2 separate regions of the Mus musculus genome follow, and region 2 is linked to region 1. The links are chromatin contacts, called in public Micro-C maps. All regions are on one chromosome and are shown on one strand. The core of a region is the stretch at or near the end of the contact, and the rest is flanking DNA. Distances in the headings are between cores, read along the strand shown. Region 1 holds the start of E2f6 (E2F transcription factor 6). Region 2 has its middle 46 kb from the start of 2410004P03Rik.

The links. Hi-C and Micro-C count contacts between places; a contact is called where the count stands out from the background.
Region 2: a Micro-C map of the HL-1 cell line shows a contact between it and region 1, with 2.8 times the contacts expected there. The contact joins the enhancer-like site here to the promoter of E2f6 in region 1. A contact is called at or near these places in 11 of 39 promoter capture datasets (the 3T3-L1 cell line, 3T3-L1-derived adipocytes, the C10 cell line and 6 more), 5 of 484 Hi-C or Micro-C datasets (the 3T3-L1 cell line, B cells, the HL-1 cell line and 2 more), 1 of 115 datasets of contacts at active chromatin or transcription factors (bone marrow-derived macrophages) and 2 of 9 other capture datasets (adipose tissue and liver).

Annotation. Positions count from the first base shown.
Region 1 is chr12:16,808,409-16,813,331 of GRCm38.p6, forward strand. It overlaps E2f6 (E2F transcription factor 6), which reads left to right and starts at 2,557. Exons shown (of 7, transcript NM_033270.2): 1 at 2,557-2,907. The coding sequence starts at 2,800.
Region 2 is chr12:17,054,980-17,059,902 of GRCm38.p6, forward strand. No RefSeq gene overlaps it. Among named protein-coding and RNA genes, the nearest start is that of 2410004P03Rik, 46 kb to the left of the region's middle. Within about 2 kb of position 2,207, at least 14 of the 459 cell types and tissues checked have an H3K27ac peak or open chromatin away from gene starts, as enhancers often do. A contact at or near this core is called in the HL-1 cell line, where this site is marked.

The sequences.
Region 1 (4,923 bases), core at 1,307-3,806:
ACCATGTCTCTAGCACTCACTAGCTAGCTCCTTGGGGTAAATTTTGTAATCTTACTGATCTTCGATTTTCTGATCTGTAAACTGGGAAGAAAACTATTCTTCAGGACTTGCTGGCAGCAGAAACTTGTATTTTGTTGTTGCTTTGGTTGTTTAAGACATGGTCTCTCGCTATGTAACCCTGGCTGATCTCTAGCATCTGGTGGTCCTACTTCAGTGTCCAGAGTGTTGTTATTCTGAGCATACACTACCATGCTTGGTCATACCTTCAGATCTGAAATGAGAGTCACATGAACAAAGGTATAGAGAGGGTTTGGCATTCAACAGAGGATGGAGAAAGGGGTCTTAAAATTAGCCATGCCTGTTTTCCAGCATTGGATCTCTCCGAACTCCTTGTGGTAGAGTCTTTCCTAGTTGCTCTGAGAAACTCTCCACTCGTGCATAAAATGTGCTCTTTCTCTTCTAGAGATGACCTCTCCACAGTTGTATTCTACTTCTACCAATCTTCGGCAAACATTTACTGAGCGCTTGCTACCTGCCATGCTCCAAGCTTAACACTGGAGATCCCAAGAGGATCAAAGACCTCTGACACACCCCCCCCCCTTAAGATGGTATCGGACCCCTAGAAATGTAAAATCTAGTGGGAGCCAACTTCTTCCAAAAGCCTCTTCCGCCCTCACTAAGTCCCAGGTCTCACTCCCGCAGCTTCCTTCCAGCCTGGAAGTTGCGCATTGTGTTACCCTTTCATTCAAACACATAGCGGCTAGAGCTGTGGCTCTGGAGTTAAGAGCACTTCTGCCTTTCCAAGAGGGCCAAAGCATCCATCTCTAGCCATTTGCAACTTCAGCTCCTGGGGAGCCAGAAGCCTCAAGCCTCTGAAAGCATTGCAGTTCATGTGCACAAACCCATACACACACATAATTTAAAAATAAGTGAAAGGGGCCAAAGAGATGGCTCAGTGGTTAAGAGCACTGACTGTTCTTCCAGAGAACCCAGGTTTAATACCCAGCAACCACCTGGTGGCTTACAACTGTCTGTAATTCTAGTGTCAGAGAACATGGTGTCCACACACAGACATGCAGGCAGGCGAAACATCAAACCACACTGCAAAGGAATTTTAATCCAGCATCATGGCTACTCTGACAAGGGATCACATCCAAGACTCTCTAAGTCTACATGATCTGGCCAAATGCAGACACTCTCTGGATTATAGTACATTCTGGCTGGAATACAGACACCTTCATACACCCTTTAATCCCTAGCAATGAAGGTAAGGTTGGTTTTTAGAAGAAAGCAGACATGTTTAAAAGTAGCATCTAACTAAGGGCAGACAAAGTGAGGAATCAGAGAAAGATTTGACAGAATGAGTCAGAGGATATGCCCAACTCACAAGAGAACAGGGCAGGAAAGAAGCTACTTAAGAAAGGGAGGTGGCAGTTTACTGGGGCAATTTTACAGAGACAGGTTTTTGAGAGAACAAGCTAGTAACTTCGATCAGTAAGAACTCTCCACATTACAAATTTAGAAACTAAGGCACAGAACGACTTTTAGAAACTGGCTTAAGACCTTACAATTTGAAAAGATACCTATGGCTCCAGGTCACTTACTTCTCTTTTCTTTTCTCTTTCTAATTTAGTTTCTGTGCATAGAAGTTTTGCCTACATGTATGACTGTCTAACATGTTAACATGTCCGTGCCTGGTGCCTGTGGAGACCAGAAAAAGAGCATTAAATCCCCCTGGGCCTGGAGGTAACATATGGTTGTGAGCCACCCTGTGGGTGATGGGAATTGAACTCAGGTCCTCTGGAAGTTCTCCTAAACTTAGCCAGTGCTCCTCTCCCAGCCCGTTAAACTGTTTTATCTTTCTCCTCCATTGGATTCTGATATCCAGTCTATTATATTCAAAACAGTATCTTCTTGAGCCAGCCCAATACCTGATATAATAATAAGTAATCAAAAACTGATACAGAGCCGGGCAGTGGTGGTACACGCCTTTAATCCCACTTGGGAGGCAGAGGCAGGCGGATTTCTGAGTTCGGCTACACAGAGAAACCCTGTCTCGGAAAACCAAACCAAAAATAAAATAAAATAAAACTGATATAGAGGGTAAAGTTTGTGGTTTTGGGACAAATTCTACTCTCACTACGAACTTTAGCTGACTTCGAATTCAAACACGTGATCTCCCTGCCTGGGCCTCTGTGGAGCTTGGCTTTGAAGCTTGCACCTTCTGGTCCCTCCAAGATGGCTTGTTTCATGAGCATGTGCTAAGCACCTTTAGATGACTGATGGGAGCCCCACCATCATCGCCCCGGGGCACTCAGAACCTGCAGTCCGCTGGTTGGGACTAGAGAGCGCCTGCTCCGATCCCCCGGAATCCCTGCTCCACCTCTTTTCTTCCCCCAACCCATCCCACCACACACACCCCCACCCCCCGCCGCCGCCATCCTCTCCAAGGATCCATCCTCCGGAACACCCGGGCGTCGGCAGCGGGCGAGGACCGGTGTGCGCGGGAGATCTAACGGACGGCGCTGCGCATGTGCAAACGCGGGTGCACTGCGCATGCGGAAAGATGGCCGGCCAGGGAACCTGAGCGCCTCCGCGGTCACCCTGGTCCCCTCCGAGCCTACCCTGACCCCCTCTGCGCCTGGGCTCATCGCTGCGCGAGTGGGACCGCGGCGCTTCGTGGGTGGAGCCGCAGTGCTCCGTGGGTGGAGCGGGCGGCGCTGAAGGGGCCGGGAACGCGCGCGCCGAGCCTCCGGGGAAGGCGGGAGGGCGCGTGGGGCGCGAGGGGCGCGGGACAGCATGAGTCAGCAGCGGACGGCGCGGAGACAGCCCAGCCTGCTGGTGGACCCGGCGCAGGAAACGGTGCGCCGGCGTTGCCGAGACCCCATCAACGTGGAAAACCTACTGGTGAGCGGGGACCCGGGCCACGGGAGGTCAAGTGCTGTGGGACGCGCTCCTTGCATCGGGCCCTCTGCACAGTGTCGCTTGCTGCCCCGGGGCTCTCCCTGCAACTCCCAATTCTTGAACCGCCCTTTGCTTTTTAAATGTTTCTATTGGATTTTTCTTACTTTGTGTTGGGGTGGGGGCCGCGAGCGCGTGGATTCCACGGGGCACGTGTAGAGTTTAGAAGGCAACTTGGGGCAGTCTGTTCCATGCTTCCAGCCTTGTGGTTCGCGGGATGGAACTCTGGTAGAGTTTGTAAAGCTCGGTGGCAAGTGCCTTAACCAACTGGGCGATCTTGCCTGTCCATCTTTGCTGTCTGACAGGGGAAATGAAAGAGTGAGAAAGTTCCCTCCGTTCCGTGCTTCCCACCTTTCTCAGGGTCCCTGCTGGATTCTTCCTTTGTCCGTTTCTCCTGATCGCTGTTTTCTCAGCAAGGCAAGCTGTATCCAAGCCATTCTGGCGGGTCCTGTGCCATGAGCATTGTCTTGTCTGACTCCTTGGAGCAACCTTGAGATAGTTATTTTTAGAGTTTGTCAGAACTGACCCAGAGATGTGTGTACAGAGATGTCTGGCCTTGGGGCTAGGTAATGAGGAAACTGGGAAGACCCTCAGAATGACTGCAAGTGACAGCCTTTCCCAAACTTCTCTCTCTCTCTCCCTCTCTCTCTCTCTCTCTCTCTCTCTTTAAGTAATTTCTGCTCAGTTTCCACCTGATCTTGCATTACCACCCAGCACTGTGCTGGGGACTCTAGTCCTAAGCACTTGGTAAGATTGTTGTAAATAAGATCCGTAGGTCACTGATGGTTTTGTCAATTACAGTATTCGTTTCACACCCTATCTTGTGTCATAACTAACCACTCACTTTTGGCTGAGAACTCTTTGTTGTGTTTTTGACAGCCATGGTGGGTCCCCTTGTCCCCTTCGCCTTCCTTTTCAGACACGTGGGTGTCATCCAGGATTCTCTACAGTTTGTTCATGTAGGTGACCGCTCACTACTGCTAACTTGTGGCCTGTGATCATGGTAGGTTTTTTTTTTTTTTTAAGGATTTGATAGACGCTCTAAATGAAAACCGCTTAACTTTTGGTTATCAGAAGATAACGTCTTCTAAAGTCTTAGATTTCTTATCCAGTCTGGTATTTTTAGTTGCCTCGAGGTAACTCCCAAACCTGTACATCTTTCCTGGAGCTCTCCAACTGTTTGTTAGATGTCCCTTCTTAAAAAAGAAAATGTCTTCGTGGATGCCACGTGTGTACTGGTGCCCACGGAGGCCCGAAACCAGTGTTAGATCACCTGGAGCTCATAATAAGTGGTTATGAATTGGCACATGGATGAACTGAGCCCTCTGGAAGAACAGCGAGCGTTTATAACTGCTGAGCTGCAGATTTCAAACTCTGATATCCAAAGCCAGATTCACAGACACACCCCACCCCACCCCCGCCTTAAGAAAGCAACCTCTTTCTCGAATCCCACCTTAATGGTGCTCTGCCTATCGTGGTGCCTGAGCCAGCACTCTGGACATGGCTGTTACCTTTTCCTCTGTTTCAGAATCACCCCCAGACACCCCCCCTCCCACCCCCAGGTCACTGAAGTCATTCACATCAGCTATTCTGTGCTATAATGCCATCTCGACCAGTTTCCTGCCACTGTTGCTGCCTCTCACTCACCGCCTGTGTGCTTCATCCTTAACGTATGGTCTCTTGAAGGTGTGTTTCTATCTTCATTTGGCCAAAGGAATTAGTGGTTCCTTAGTGCTCCCAGGACAAAGTCGAGTCCTCGCAGCATAATCTGGCTCCATGTTTGCCTTTCCTAAATGATCTTTCTGAGGTTGCATGCTCCATCCTAGGCCTCATTTCCATATTGACGTTTGTCAAGATGTCTGAAGTCCAGATTCATGGGTAACTTGTCTTAAGACAAGTGTCTTTAGCTCCTCTTTACCTCAAGACTGTTAGCCAGACTCTGTGTGTCCCAGAGCAATTCTA
Region 2 (4,923 bases), core at 957-3,456, 250 kb after region 1:
AAGAAGAAATAAGCTCCTTGCATATACTCTGAGTACCTACATTTATTAAAGAAATGGATTTTATAGTTAGAGTTAAAGGATCAGGTGGTTTTATTGACAAATTCTAGCAAACATTAGACATAACAAAAAAGTCAATTCTATTTTATCTCTCACAGACATGTGACAGGGAGGAACATCCTCCATTTGTTTTATGAGGCCAGCTTTACCGTGATATTGAAACCAGACAAAGCCATTCAGTGAAAACAACCCTGCAGATGAGCATCATTACCAACATACAGAGCTATCAGCAAGACATGAGCAAACCAAATTCAGTGATACGTTAATAGGATAATACAGCATGGCTCTAGGAGGCTTCTCCCAGGAATGGGAAACTGACTGAACAGTTAAAAGAAACGAGAGTAAGTCACTGTACTAACGAACTAAAGGAGACAAAGCTATAGGTTGATCTCTAAAGATGAGGAAGAAGAATCTACAAAATCCAACAATCACTTTGTATAAGTGCTCTTAGATAAGGTATCCAGGAGAAGATTCTTAGCATCCCACTTGATGCTAAGTGTTACTGAGTCCCCACCTCCAGTCTTGAAGCTTGGCAGTAGTCATCTTTACCCTCTGAGCCACTTTTCTAGTTCTGGAAATATTTTTTAACTTACTTTTTCCTCTGCCAAATCATAACTTAAAATATTAATTCTGTATTTTATACACACACACACACACACACACACACACACAAGTACTTCTATCATATTCACCTCTCTAATTCCCCCTTCTTCTCAGCACACCCCCCTTTTAATGACCCTCTGAGTTTAATGGCTGCTTGCCCATGTAAGGATTTGGAGCTAGATGCTAGAGTTTGGGTAACTTACCAGCTGGAGAAAAGTGACTCCAGCAGCAGTCACCCACCTATAACTCCTCACGGGAGGTGGAGCCTGGTGAGCCACTCCCCTGTCTTTGCTGGAGTTTTGACTGGCTTGGACTTGTGTAGGTCTTGGGCAGGTAGCCAGAGCTGCTGTGTGATGGTGAGTGTGGCCGCCATGACACATCCTGGAGACCGCTTTCCCTGGCCCTCTTCCCATCCTGTGGTCCACGATGCTCCCTGAGTGTCAGGAGACCATCTTCTAGTTACCTGTGTCCTCTGAATATATCATACTCTTTTGCTGTGTATGGCTTGTGATGGTTTTGGCTTGAGTCTTATAGTGGGTGACACTTAGGAACATCAGAGTTATTTCTTCCTGGGAAATTAAAAATTAAAAATCAAGCCCGGTGGTGGTGACACGTGCCTTTAATCCCACACTCGGGAGGCAGAGGCAGTGACTCTCTTGAGTTTGAGGCCAGCCTGGTCTACAAAGAGAGTTCCAGGATAGCCAGGGCTACACACAGAGAAACCTGTCTTGAAGAATAAACAAACAAACAAACAAACAAAAAGAAAGAAAGAAAGAAAGAAAATAAATCCCAAAGTATGTGTATGTGTGTGTACATATATGTGGGCATGTACATGTGAATGCTGGTGCCTTCAGAGGCCAGAGATAACAAATCCCTGGAGCCGGGAGTCATAGGTGGCTGTGACCCACCATGTGGATTCTGGGAACTGAACTTGGGTCCTTAGAAAAGAAAAGCAACTGTTCTTAACTGCTGAGCCACCTCTGCAGCTCCACAGACATAATTTTACTTTTCTGTCTCTGTGCTAAGGATCGGCTCTTTCCCTGCAAAGGACAGGGTGCCTCTGTCTACCCTGGCTCCTGTGGGTGCTGTCCAGAGCACTCTGGGGGCAGGTCCTCCCTTGCCTACATGGTATATGGTGGTTGTTTTGAACTAAGAGCTGAACTTGATTATGAACCATGCTTACCTTCCAAGCCATCCCCTGAAAGCTCAGCTTTATGGGACAGACTCTGCAGGAGCAATCACTGTGTAGGTGGGGGACATATTCCAATGTCTCCCACACAGCCAGCCTTTCAGTTGTTTGGGTTTTTTTTGTTGTTGTTGTTGTTCTTTTGTTTTGTTTTTTTTTTTACCACCATTATAATCTTCTGACTCAAACCTATCTGATGCACATTAAGCCTTTGAAATTAGGAGTCACATTGATGTTCAAACTCATCACTGGCCAATAGGTGACTTTTCAGGCTCACGCTGCGGTACTGCCTGGCCCCAGTTTTCCCTGATAACTTCCGGGCCTCTGGAATGGCAAGACGCTCCATCCTGCCTGGAAACCACTCTCTAAGGATTCCTGACTCACGAAGATAGGAATTAGTACTTAGGACCACAATCTTGTGCTGGGTGCTTATTACTCTGGGATTAGTCATTGTTTTCAGTGGGAAGAGCTAGCAAATTACAGACCCGCACAGTTTTTGTTAAACTCGTGGATCTTACATCTGCCCCTCCTCATTCTATTCCAAAGAACGCAAGATCTACTGACTGCCTCTTAACCATACCCCATCCTTTATTCTGCAAAACCCCACATAGGTTCCATAATAGTTCGAGAACCGTACTTACTGCCAACAATGAAAAGCAAAAGGTTTGCACTTATTTTTTTCCTTTCAAAGAGGGCAGCTAGCTCCTTTGTTCAGAGGTTCTACCCCACTAGGTGGGTGGCTAAGACTGCTTTTTAAAACCGGATGGGTTACTGCCTGGCCCAAGGAGAGGCCACACCCCAGGAACAGTGAAGTTTGTAGGTTCCATTCTCCTGTTGATGTGAAAGGAATGCTCTTTGAAGCTTAGTGCTACTTTAAAAGATGTAAAATATTGCTATCAAAGCTATAAAACAGCCACCTTCAAGGACTTCTAACTTTGTTTTCACTTCCCCTCAGCTCTCCTGTAAGTAACAATAGTTAATATTTTATTACTTTCCTTTAATTTGAAAAAAAAATTGTAAGTACAGGGTGCTGGAGAAATGGCTGCGGTCATGAATGCTTGCTGCTAAATTGTACGCCTTGGATATGAGCACTCACATCACGTGGTTCACAAACACCTGTAACCCTGCTCCACAGAGACTCAGGCATCCGCACACACAATGTGCGTCCATACCCACAGATTCACAGACACGTGTACACACACATCATTAAATGAATGAATTAATGAATGAGCACCCGCTTTCCTTTCTTAGATCAACTGTCTCCTTGCTTATTAACAATAAATGCCCACATGTGGGGTACAGAGCCCATACTAAGGCATGTCACAGCTCAGCATCAGTTTGTGCTCTTTCTGAAACTGCCACCCATTTTATTAGATCAGTGTTTGAGTCTCTTCCACTATGACAGGGCTGTGATGGTGACATTGGGAGTTTGTCTTGCCTTTGAGGGAAAACCTATCCCTCAGATTTATTTACAAATTTTGTTTGTTTATGTACGTGTTTGTTTAATTACTTTAGACAGGATCTCAAGAAACCCAGGCTGGCTTTGAACTTTCTACATAGGTGAGTCAAACTTTGAACTCCAGTTTCTTCTACCTCCACCTCTGCGGTTCTGAGACACCCCACCTACCTGACTTTTCTACTTTTTCATGTGTAAATGTAAATGTACTTGAGTTAATCTTTCATTCATTTTTTTTTTCTGGATTTTGAGCTACTGCTTTTCTGTTGTTTGTGCGACCGTTTGAGTGAGAAATGTTGCCCACAGGCTCAGATATTTGAACACTTGGTTATCCTCTTTGGGGAGTTTTCGGCGGTGCAGCGTTACTGAAGGAAGTGCGTCACCAGGGACGGGCTTTGGGAGTTTAAATCTCAGGGCACGTCCTATTCTTTTTCTCTGGTTTGTGTTTGTAGTTCAAGACAAGTTCTCTGAGCTTCCACTTCCTTGTGCCACGCCCACTGTTTGCTGCCACCTCACACAGTTGGCATTTTGTGATTTTCTTCCTGACAAGCTCGCACTATATAGCCCAGGCTACTCTTGACTCTACTACACTGCCTCAGCCTCTCAACTGTGGGGATTATGGGTGTGCGCACCTCACAAGGCTGAGGCATTGCTAAGAAAGCTTCCAGGTTTGGACTTTACCTATGTTTTGTTCTATGAAGACTTTTGTGTGTATATATATTTTGGAGAAGTGAACCCAGTCTTGTATTAGTCTAATGTTTATGCATATATAATCATTTCACTTTTTAAAAAGCTGTTCTTGGGACTGGAGAGGTGGCTCCGTGGTTAAGAGCACTTGCTGTTCTTGTAAAGGTCCTGGCTTCAATTCCCAGCATCCACATGGCCATTTACAACCAGCAGTAACAACTTATTCCTGGGATCCTACTTTGTCTTTTGGGTTCTGTAGGAACTAAGAATGCATGCATACAGGAGAACCTCATAAGCGTATATTTTTTTAAAAGTTGATCTTACGTATTTGGTATTTGGGAGTGTCAGATGGAGTGGAGACAGGAAGGTGAGGGATGGATACTACCAAGATACATTGTTTACATATACAAAATTGTCAAAGTACAAAGGGATATTATTTTAAAAGAAGCTGACCTTTTCACTAGAGACTTCAAATGCTGGCTTTATTTTCTACTACACATGGGTGTCTAGTTTAATTCCTCTGGTTTAGGCCTGGGTCTGTGATTTCGTGCACTAACACGAGCTGGGATCGGATTCTAGGATCCTGTCATCATGTTCCTCTCCAGCCTGTGAAGAATTAGTGTCTCAGTTTGGAGCTGAGATGAAAGGATGGACCATGTAGAGACTGCCATATCCAGGGATCCACCCCATAATCAGCATCCAAACGCTGACACCATTGCATACACTAGCAAGATTTTATCGAAAGGACCCAGATGTAGGTGTCTCTTGTGAGACTATGCTGGGGCCTAGCAAACACAGAAGTGGATGCTCACAGTCAGCTAATGGATGGATCACAGGGCTCCCAATGGAGGAGCTAGAGAAAGTACCCAAGGAGCTAAAGGGATCTGCAACCCTATAGGTGGAACAACATTATGAACTAACCAGTACCCCGGAG